2 separate regions of the Danio rerio genome follow, and region 1 is linked to region 2. The links are chromatin contacts, called in public Micro-C maps. All regions are on one chromosome and are shown on one strand. The core of a region is the stretch at or near the end of the contact, and the rest is flanking DNA. Distances in the headings are between cores, read along the strand shown.

Evidence for each region. Hi-C and Micro-C count contacts between places; a contact is called where the count stands out from the background.
Region 1: a contact with region 2 is called in a Micro-C map of caudal fin, with 8 times the contacts expected there. The contact joins the promoter of ntn1a here to the promoter of stx8 in region 2. A contact is called at or near these places in 5 of 18 Hi-C or Micro-C datasets (caudal fin, embryo, hematopoietic stem cells and 1 more) and 2 of 4 datasets of contacts at active chromatin or transcription factors (caudal fin and embryo).

Annotation. Positions count from the first base shown.
Region 1 is chr6:25,991,247-25,995,746 of GRCz12tu, reverse strand. ntn1a (netrin 1a) reads left to right here and starts at 2,268. Exons shown (of 6, transcript NM_131029.2): 1 at 2,268-3,789. The coding sequence starts at 2,775.
Region 2 is chr6:25,761,284-25,765,730 of GRCz12tu, reverse strand. stx8 (syntaxin 8) reads right to left here and starts at 3,018. Exons shown (of 8, transcript NM_200375.1): 1 at 2,917-3,018; 2 at 2,432-2,531; 3 at 1,364-1,458. The coding sequence starts at 2,933.

The sequences.
Region 1 (4,500 bases), core at 1,019-3,518, 230 kb before region 2:
CAACGAAAATTTGGAAACCACTGTCAGGTGCAAAATTATTCATACCCCTGGAAAATTCTAATTCTGAATTACTTTTATTTTTTAGCTCATCTTTAAAGATGAATGGGCAAATATAGCAGTAGAGACATGCAAAAAGCTGGTCAGCATAAATGAAAGGTTTTGATTGCTGTAATACCAATAAAGGTTTTTCTGTTGATTATTGAAAATACTCTGTAAATTTGGACATGGACTTTTTGTTCTTTAAATAAGAACTGAGAAACATTCCTTTTTCCACAATGATGCCTCTTGTACATCATCTTATATATTTTGGGAAAAGCCTGTCTCATTTCCAATCAAATTTGCCAGGAGTTTTGATTAATTTTGGACTTTTGAATGCTAAGTATATTTTATAAACTATGTATTCAAAATTCTCATAGTAACTTTAAAAAAAAAAAAAAAAAGTATTTTTAAGGTAACTGGTTAGTGTTTTCTGCTAGTTAGCAAATCAAACTCTAAATTTTTTAATAACATAATGTGTTATAATGTGTTACATAACTCTTGTTCCCTTATTCACTTGAATTAGGGCCCTGGCTTGGAGGGGGTCTAAGGATATAAGCAGCCAAAAACCTCTTATAGGTAGGTCTTTGGTACATTTCTTCTTCTTTGGACCAAGATGAGAACCTCAAAATATTATTATTATTATTTTTATTATTATTATTATTATTATCATTGTTGGTGAAAGTTACTTTTGAGCATAATATAACATAATATTGATTTACTCCCCAAAAATCTAACTTTGCATTACTCTTTCTGGTAAGTAATGTGTTATGTTACTTTTGAGTTACTTTTGTCTCTTTCCTACCTGACTGAGGCTTGATTTCTTTCAGAACTTGCAGGTTTTGTTCTTCTTATTTTATTAAATAGAGGAGCTGTATTACAAGTAATATTGCGTAACCTGTGTTACTTGCAATATTTTACCCCAACACTGGTTATTATTAAAATTATTCATTATTAATAACATAATAAAGGACAAAATACAGAACATAAAGTCCCTGGTTATTAATTTTTAATTATCAGGTATCATTTAATGTATACACTAACATTAATAACACTAATGTTTATAATAATAATAATAATTATAATTTTGTAATGGCTTTAAACATGATGCATATAAAATGCATGCGTTGTACAACAGAGTTGTTTGTGGTGTCACAATAGTTCTTAATATCTAGATCAGGGGTGTCAAACTCATTTTCTGGAGTGCACAGCCTTATAGTTTAGTTCCAACCCTGCTTCAACACACATACCTGTTGGTTTCAAAAGAGCCTAAAGTGCTCAATTAGTTTGATCAGGTGTGTTTAATTAGAGTTGGAACTAAACTGTGCAGAGCTGCTGCTCTGAAGTTTGACACCCCTGATCTAGATAGAATGTTTAGAATGCTGATATATATATATATACAGTTGAAGTCAGATTTAACCCCCTTAAAAAATGAATTCCTTTTTAAATATTTCCCAAATTTTCGCATTTGTTTTTTTGTTTTGTTTTTTTGGCTAGTATAAAATCAGTTTTAGTTTTAATTAAAAAAAAAAAACATTTTAATGTCAAAATTATTCGCCCCTTTAAGCTAACTTTTTTTTCGATAGTCTACAGACCAAACCATCGTTATGCAATAACTTGTCTAATTACTCCAACCTGCCTAGTTAACTAAATTAACCTAGTTAAGTCTTTAAATGTTATTTTAAGCTGTATAGAAGTGTATTGAAAAAAAGTAAGTATCAGCATTTAATTAATTTATTATAGGCTGTAAAAGCAATACAAGTGTTACATACAAGTCCTCATAAAGATTTAAACCAAATCAATATGTGATCTAACACTTAATATATAAAGTTTTATGTTGATGAAAGTCATTTCTGGGTGCTGTTAAAATAAGCCGAAACGTTTGTTAAAATAAAACTAAACTTATTAATAATAACTAAATTATTTGTCCACAATAACCATCGCTCAGATGAAAAATTATGTTTTGTTTTGTGCAATTTTGGTGATATGCATTGTTGCACTCATAGTAATGTTTTATCTTCTTCTCTACTTAAATATGCCTTCGGGACATACTAACTGAAGTTATATTATATAATGTATCATTGAATCTCTAATATACTGAATTCAATTATAATTCGGCACTGGTTTTATTGATAATCTACCAGTGGATGTCGTTGTTCTCTCGAATGTCACTGCTAGAGATGAATGAGCGCAAAGCCCAGCGTAAAGACCCGTCCGGCGCCTTTCTCAATAGAGCATATACGGCGAGCGAGGGAGAGAGGGGGGCAAAGTGAGTGTCTCCTATCACACTAGAGCTCAAACTAACGGGATCTGCTTATATCCTCTACATGCGCAGAGATTCAAGAACCAGACAGGTGAAAGCGCGTGTCCGATGTACTCAAGGAAAAAGAGAGCTAGCGCGAACTGAGATTTTTTAATTTTTTTGTTACTTTTCTGCTTTTGCTGAACTGTTTGACGGTGATACTGTGACCTGTGTGGAGATTTCTTTAATTGCGAACGCGTATTTATTGTAGTGTTTTTAAATCAGGTATCCAGAGTTTGCCCATGTGTTGGAGACAGATTCGGATTCACATTAGTTTTTATCTGGCATCGGTTTGAACCCAGCGGCTGTGGACTGATCAAGCTCAGACTGCCAACTGATTTGATATCCTTGTAAAATCTGCAGACGGGAACGCATCTTCTCACTAGGACGCACAGCTGTGTTTCAGCACAGGAGAGGCTGAGGAAGGCGCGCGAGGATGTTGAGAGTCTCTGATGCTTTGGTCACTTTGGTGACTCTCTGCTGTGTGCTCAAAGGGACTGTCGGCGGATATGGAATGAGCATGTTCGCCGCTCAGACCTCCCCGCCGGATCCGTGTTACGACGAGAACGGACACCCCAGAAGATGCATCCCCGACTTCGTAAACGCGGCGTTCGGGAAAGAAGTACGCGCGTCCAGCACCTGCGGCAAAACGCCGAGTCGTTACTGCGTGGTGACCGAGAAAGGGGACGAAAGACACAGAAACTGCCACACGTGCGACGCGTCAGACCCAAAGAAGAATCACCCACCAGCTTACCTGACCGACCTGAACAATCCTCACAATCTCACCTGCTGGCAGTCGGACAATTACCTCCAGTATCCTCAAAACGTCACTTTAACTTTATCCTTGGGCAAGAAATTTGAGGTGACCTACGTGAGTTTGCAGTTCTGCTCACCTCGACCGGAGTCTATGGCGATCTTTAAATCGATGGACTACGGAAAGTCCTGGGTGCCTTTCCAGTACTACTCGACCCAGTGTAGAAAGATGTACAACAAGCCCAGCAAAGCCACGATTACTAAGCAGAACGAGCAAGAGGCCATCTGCACAGATTCTCACACCGACATGCATCCTCTCTCCGGCGGGCTGATCGCGTTCAGCACCCTGGACGGGCGACCCTCCGCGCACGACTTTGACAATTCACCCGTACTTCAGGACTGGGTGACCGCCACTGACATTAAGGTGACTTTCAGCCGCCTGCACACTTTCGGAGACGAAAACGAGGATGACTCGGAGCTGGCCAGAGATTCCTATTTTTACGCAGTTTCCGACCTGCAGGTTGGAGGCAGATGTAAGTGTAATGGACACGCATCACGGTGCGTCAAAGACCGGGATGGAAACCTAGTGTGCGAGTGCAAGCACAACACAGCCGGACCAGAGTGTGACAGATGCAAACCTTTTCACTATGACCGACCCTGGCAGCGCGCAACCGCCAGAGAAGCCAACGAATGTGTCGGTAAGTCCATCATTTATATCTGCATCATCTCTGGAAAGCGCCTACGGCGAGAACATTTCACCAAAGACATATCGTTTTGTCGCATGTGCAATTTGTTTGAGATGAGTTAGAAACCAGCCATGACTGCCAAGTCAAAAGTGCGGGTGTTTTCTTTTTAAACGCAAGCATTTTGCTTGAAGTGAACTTTCAGGACCATTACAGTATAGCAATGTTCAAGTGACAGATTTATGAAGCATTTGCGCAATGGTTTGGAGAAAGATAAAGAAAAAAAATCTAAACATGTAGGACTTAAAATATGATTGGAGTTTAGCAGCCAGGTACCGACAGTCTCCATTACTATTTCTCAAACATTTAGAAAAGATTTTCACCAATTTTGACTTCGAAGAGCTTTTGGTTTGAAAGCATAAAATAAGGACATAATTAACAAATCTACAAATTAACTTCCTAACGATTTTTATGCCTTGCAAAATTTTGGTTTTCATTACAAAAATAAACATTAATATGGAAATGTAATAATCCTGTATATAGCTTAAATGTTTAATGCTCACCTCATTTTATCAAAGCGTAAATATTAAGGAAACAAGAATTTGTCGCCTGTCCATGGCTTGTTTTTTTAGTTCGCAACACACGAGATATCGTTCTGTAGTCTACTTAAATAATAATGTTTAAATGATATCAGTAGTGACTATTATTAATTTAGGGGCAAAGATA
Region 2 (4,447 bases), core at 1,769-4,268:
TCAATGGTACAAGACATGTCTTGCCTTTTAGGGGGTCATTCCTATAATGTTGTTATATCACACTAAACTAAAAATAGGACTTCTTTCATTGTCTAGATATGAAATTCATTTTGAAAATGATAATAATAATTTATTCAAATGTCTGATTTTATGTTTTTTCAGGAGAAAAAAACAGCATATAGGATTCAAACTAATTTAGAAAATCTTAGTTCTCAATGATACTGCAAAACAAACAATCATAAAGAAGTCATTATAATCCTAATTGCTGGATTCAACTTTCTTGGTTTTGTGAAGCAACTACACAGAACTACAGGACAACCCCAAAACATAGTCAATTCTGAGTGTGATTCATACAAGTGAATGGGCTTGACAAACCACCTGTAGAAAACACAGTCTTTCATCTCTCTGACACCTAACCCTAACCGACACTTCAATCAGTTTGCACATTTGCACCAGGCACGTTCTTACAATCACTTCATATCTTTAAAAAAAACTATGCATTCATGAAGTGTGCCTCACACAGGTAAGTGGGCTTAACAAACCACCTGTAGAAAACACGCTCTTTCATCTCTCTGACACTTTAAACACCACATGCATCAGTTTGCACATTTGCACCAGGCACATTCTTACTATTACTTCATATCTTTAAAAAAAACTATGCATTCATAAAGTTTGCCTCACATAGGTAAGTGGGCCTAACAAACCACATGTAGAAAACACACTCTTTCATCTCTCTGACACTTTAAACAACACTTGCATCAGTTTGCACATTTGCACCTGGCACATTCTTTCAATCACTCCATATCTTAAAAAAAAACACTATACATTCATGAAGTGTGCCTCACACAGGTGAGTGGGCTTGACAAACCACCAGTAGAAAACACACTCCTTCATCTCTCTGACACTTTAAACAACACTTGCATCAGTTTACACATTTGCTCAAGGCACATTTTTACAATCACTTCATATCTTTAAAAAAAAACTATGCATTCATGAAGTTTGCCTCACACAGGTGAGTGGGCTTAACAAACCACATGTAGAAAACATGCTCTTTCATCTCTCTGACACTTTAAACAACACTTGCATCAGTTTTTGCACATTTGCACAAAGCAGGTTCTTATAATCACTCCAAAAAACACTATACATGTAGTACCTGTAAAAACACCTTTCACTCTCTCTCAAAAAAAGAAAAATAAACTCCCTCCTCCTAATGCTGGCACTTAATTCTCTGGCCACAAACAGTCCCTTTGTATTACTGGCACTCCTTGACTGTATTGCTTCTTCAATCGCTGAATGATTCCTCAATTGTAAGGCGCTTTGGCCTCTGTGAAATGAAAGTGCAGTCAAGTAAATGAAAGGATACATATGGCGTTGAACAGCTGCTCGATTCAGAGTCTCTCTGAGTTGTGCTATATTCTGTTTTAGCTTCTGTAATGATGCTCTCAGGGTCATGTTGATCTACATGGATGGAAAAGCAACAAGAGAGATTATTATATTGTGTAAAAGATTGGTTAACTATCTCATGTAAACCAGGGGTCTCAAACTGCCTGGCTGTGGGCCATTTGTGGCCACCCTCCTCCTTTTTCTTTCAGCCCGAAATTGACATGAAAAATATAATGAGATTCGGCCCAACAAAAAAATATATTTTTTTAGAGTCACTATCTTTGTGCAGTTGCATATAGCCTCTTATGTTTTTGACCCCCACCTACAGGACATTTAAAGTACTGTACAATATATGCAGGTTACTTTCTGTTTCTCTCAGTGTGCAGTTGAGAGTAATGCACATGCAGATTATTTCTGGGGCTAATGTAAAAGTTGAAACATATGTCTGTACGTGCTCTATTTTTACAAACACCTCTTCAAGGCTTACACGTTATGTTAGTAGTGTAAATATGATTATTTTGCTAATATTCAATTCAAAAATGTATCCTTAATATATTTTTCTAATATGCATATTAAGAATTGTATAAAAAATGTGCATTAGTAAAATTTTACTGCTGGCTAAATTGCACATGTTAAAGTAAACGTGAATACATACATAAAAACGTTTCCTCTCTTGTAGTTTAAAAAAAAAAGAAGGACATTGAGAAGAACAATTGCCAGTACAATCAACAAAGTTATTCAAACTCTTTTCTGATGTTTTACGCTATCGGTTAAACATCTGGTAAAGCAACAATTGATTGGGACATAATTATGATTATTATGCTTATATAATGTGGTATTTTCATAACAATTTAAACAACCCCTTCAACATATACAACGAGAAACTAAAAGGAGTTTTGATAAACTGGGGAAGAATGTATGAGTGTAAGAATGTATTACATCAGATTTCCACTTTTTTCTTGTGCTTCATATGAATCGTCAGTCACTAATATGGCCCCCCGCCATTGAGTTTGAGACCCCTGATGTAAACAATCAAATCCTGCCTTGCCTTGGCTGGGTTTCCTCCAGTCCTCTGCTGTCTGTTTCTTTCATGGATGTTTTCTGCAATTTCTTGAGCCAGCCTACAAGCTGCATCATAATTTTCTAACCTGTAAACAAAACACAGATTACACTTATCAAAATCTTCCAATGGGGATCATGAGATAAGGGTTTCCAGTTATTTAAATCACAAGGTTGTCATCAACACAATCATGTGACAATCAAATGTCAGCTAACCGGCTTGGCAACCTTTACAAGACGCGTAAAAACAGCAATATGTGAACGAAAACATAATTGATCAATTAAAGTATAGGGTAAAATGAGCCCTGGGGAGTAGAAAAAAAAATAGATAAATTAGTCTAGCGTTAAAGTTAAACTGATCTGACTGTCAGTTACAGATGCACTAAATTAATAGTGTTGAAGTCTGAAGTCTAACGTACTGTCCTGACATGCAGATCTAACATGACAGTAAATAATAATAGTATAGGCACTCACCAAAGGTCTTTTGACATGTTGCGGTACTTTTGTTTCGAGTTTGCAAAAAGCGTTTTAGCAGAAACTCACAGCAAAATCACATCAACATAAACTGCGCAGTGCCACTTCCTGTTAAGGAACGACGTCATACGGTGGCCTTTCATAGACACACTTCATACGGTAACCGATGTCTCGTTGTGTTTGTCCTGCGATGTCTCTTTTTATCAATGACAAAATTGCTGATTATGTAAATAAAGTGTTATTGAACTTCATATGGAAGAATAAAACCCATAAAATTAGAAAATCAGTCTCATCTAATAGGCGCTCAGAGGGTGGATTAGAGGTTTTAAATTTCAAAGATTTAATTAGGCATAGCTCATTTAGAATTAATTGGCTACAAAGATGTCTCCGTAGTAATAATTCAATTTGCTACCATATCCCCAATGTTATATTTGATAAATTAGGTGGCTTAGACTTTCTTTTAAAATGTAATTTAATCCCTTCTAAATTGCCAATTTCCCTCTGTAATTTTCACAAACAAGCTTTACTTGCTTGGAAATTGTGTTACGTGCACAATTTTTCCCCACACAAAGAAATTCTTTGGAATAACTCTAATGTCTTAACTCGTGGGAAATCTCTTTTTATTGATAAGTGGTTTGAAAGAGGAATTGTTTTTGTTTTGGACTTATTTTAAAATGATGGCAATATTTTGGAATATGAATAATTTATGACATTGTATAACTTCTCTTTGCCAGCTTAATCCTTCAACTGTGTTCTAAAGAGTTTGTCACAAAGTTATGTGCATTTATTTAAGACTTTTGTTTACTTTAATGAGAGGGAAACAATTATGCCTGAACTTTTTTTGGATGGAGTGTCTTTTTTTGATAAAAAATGTGACAACAGACATGTCAGACGATTGTTACATTCCTCTGTATATACCACCCCAAGATGTAAATTTTATGGTTATTACCTGACAAATTCAGCATATCCAACAAAATAGGAGAGATACATTTTAAGATCTTGCATAATGTTTATCCTACAAATTCCCAAATTGCTAATTATTTTGATATATCTAATTTGTGTACTTTCTGCAATATACATGAAGAGACTTTATTTCACTTATTCTATAGTTGCATTCACATTAAACATCTTTGGAATTACATTATTTTTTATTTATCATCCATTTTTAAACATGATTTAAATTTGTCTATAAAAGATATATTTCTGTATTTCTTGGATGATGATCATGCTCTCGATCTTATTGTAATTTTGTTTTTTGTGTTACTCTGTAAATTTTTTATACACAAAAACAAGTTTCTAAAAACAATACCTATTTTAATACTTTCCTTGTTGAAATTTCGTACAATATTGAATCTCTTAAGCTTATTAATTATAATAATAAGAAGTTTCTTAAAGCTTATGACAATTTTTTTTCTTAATGATTGAGGCTGTGTATTTTTTTTTCTCTCTGTCTTCTTTCTTATTTTTTATTATTGTATTTTTTCTTCAATGCAGTGATGTTATTATTCTTGTATTCAATAAAAAAAATAAA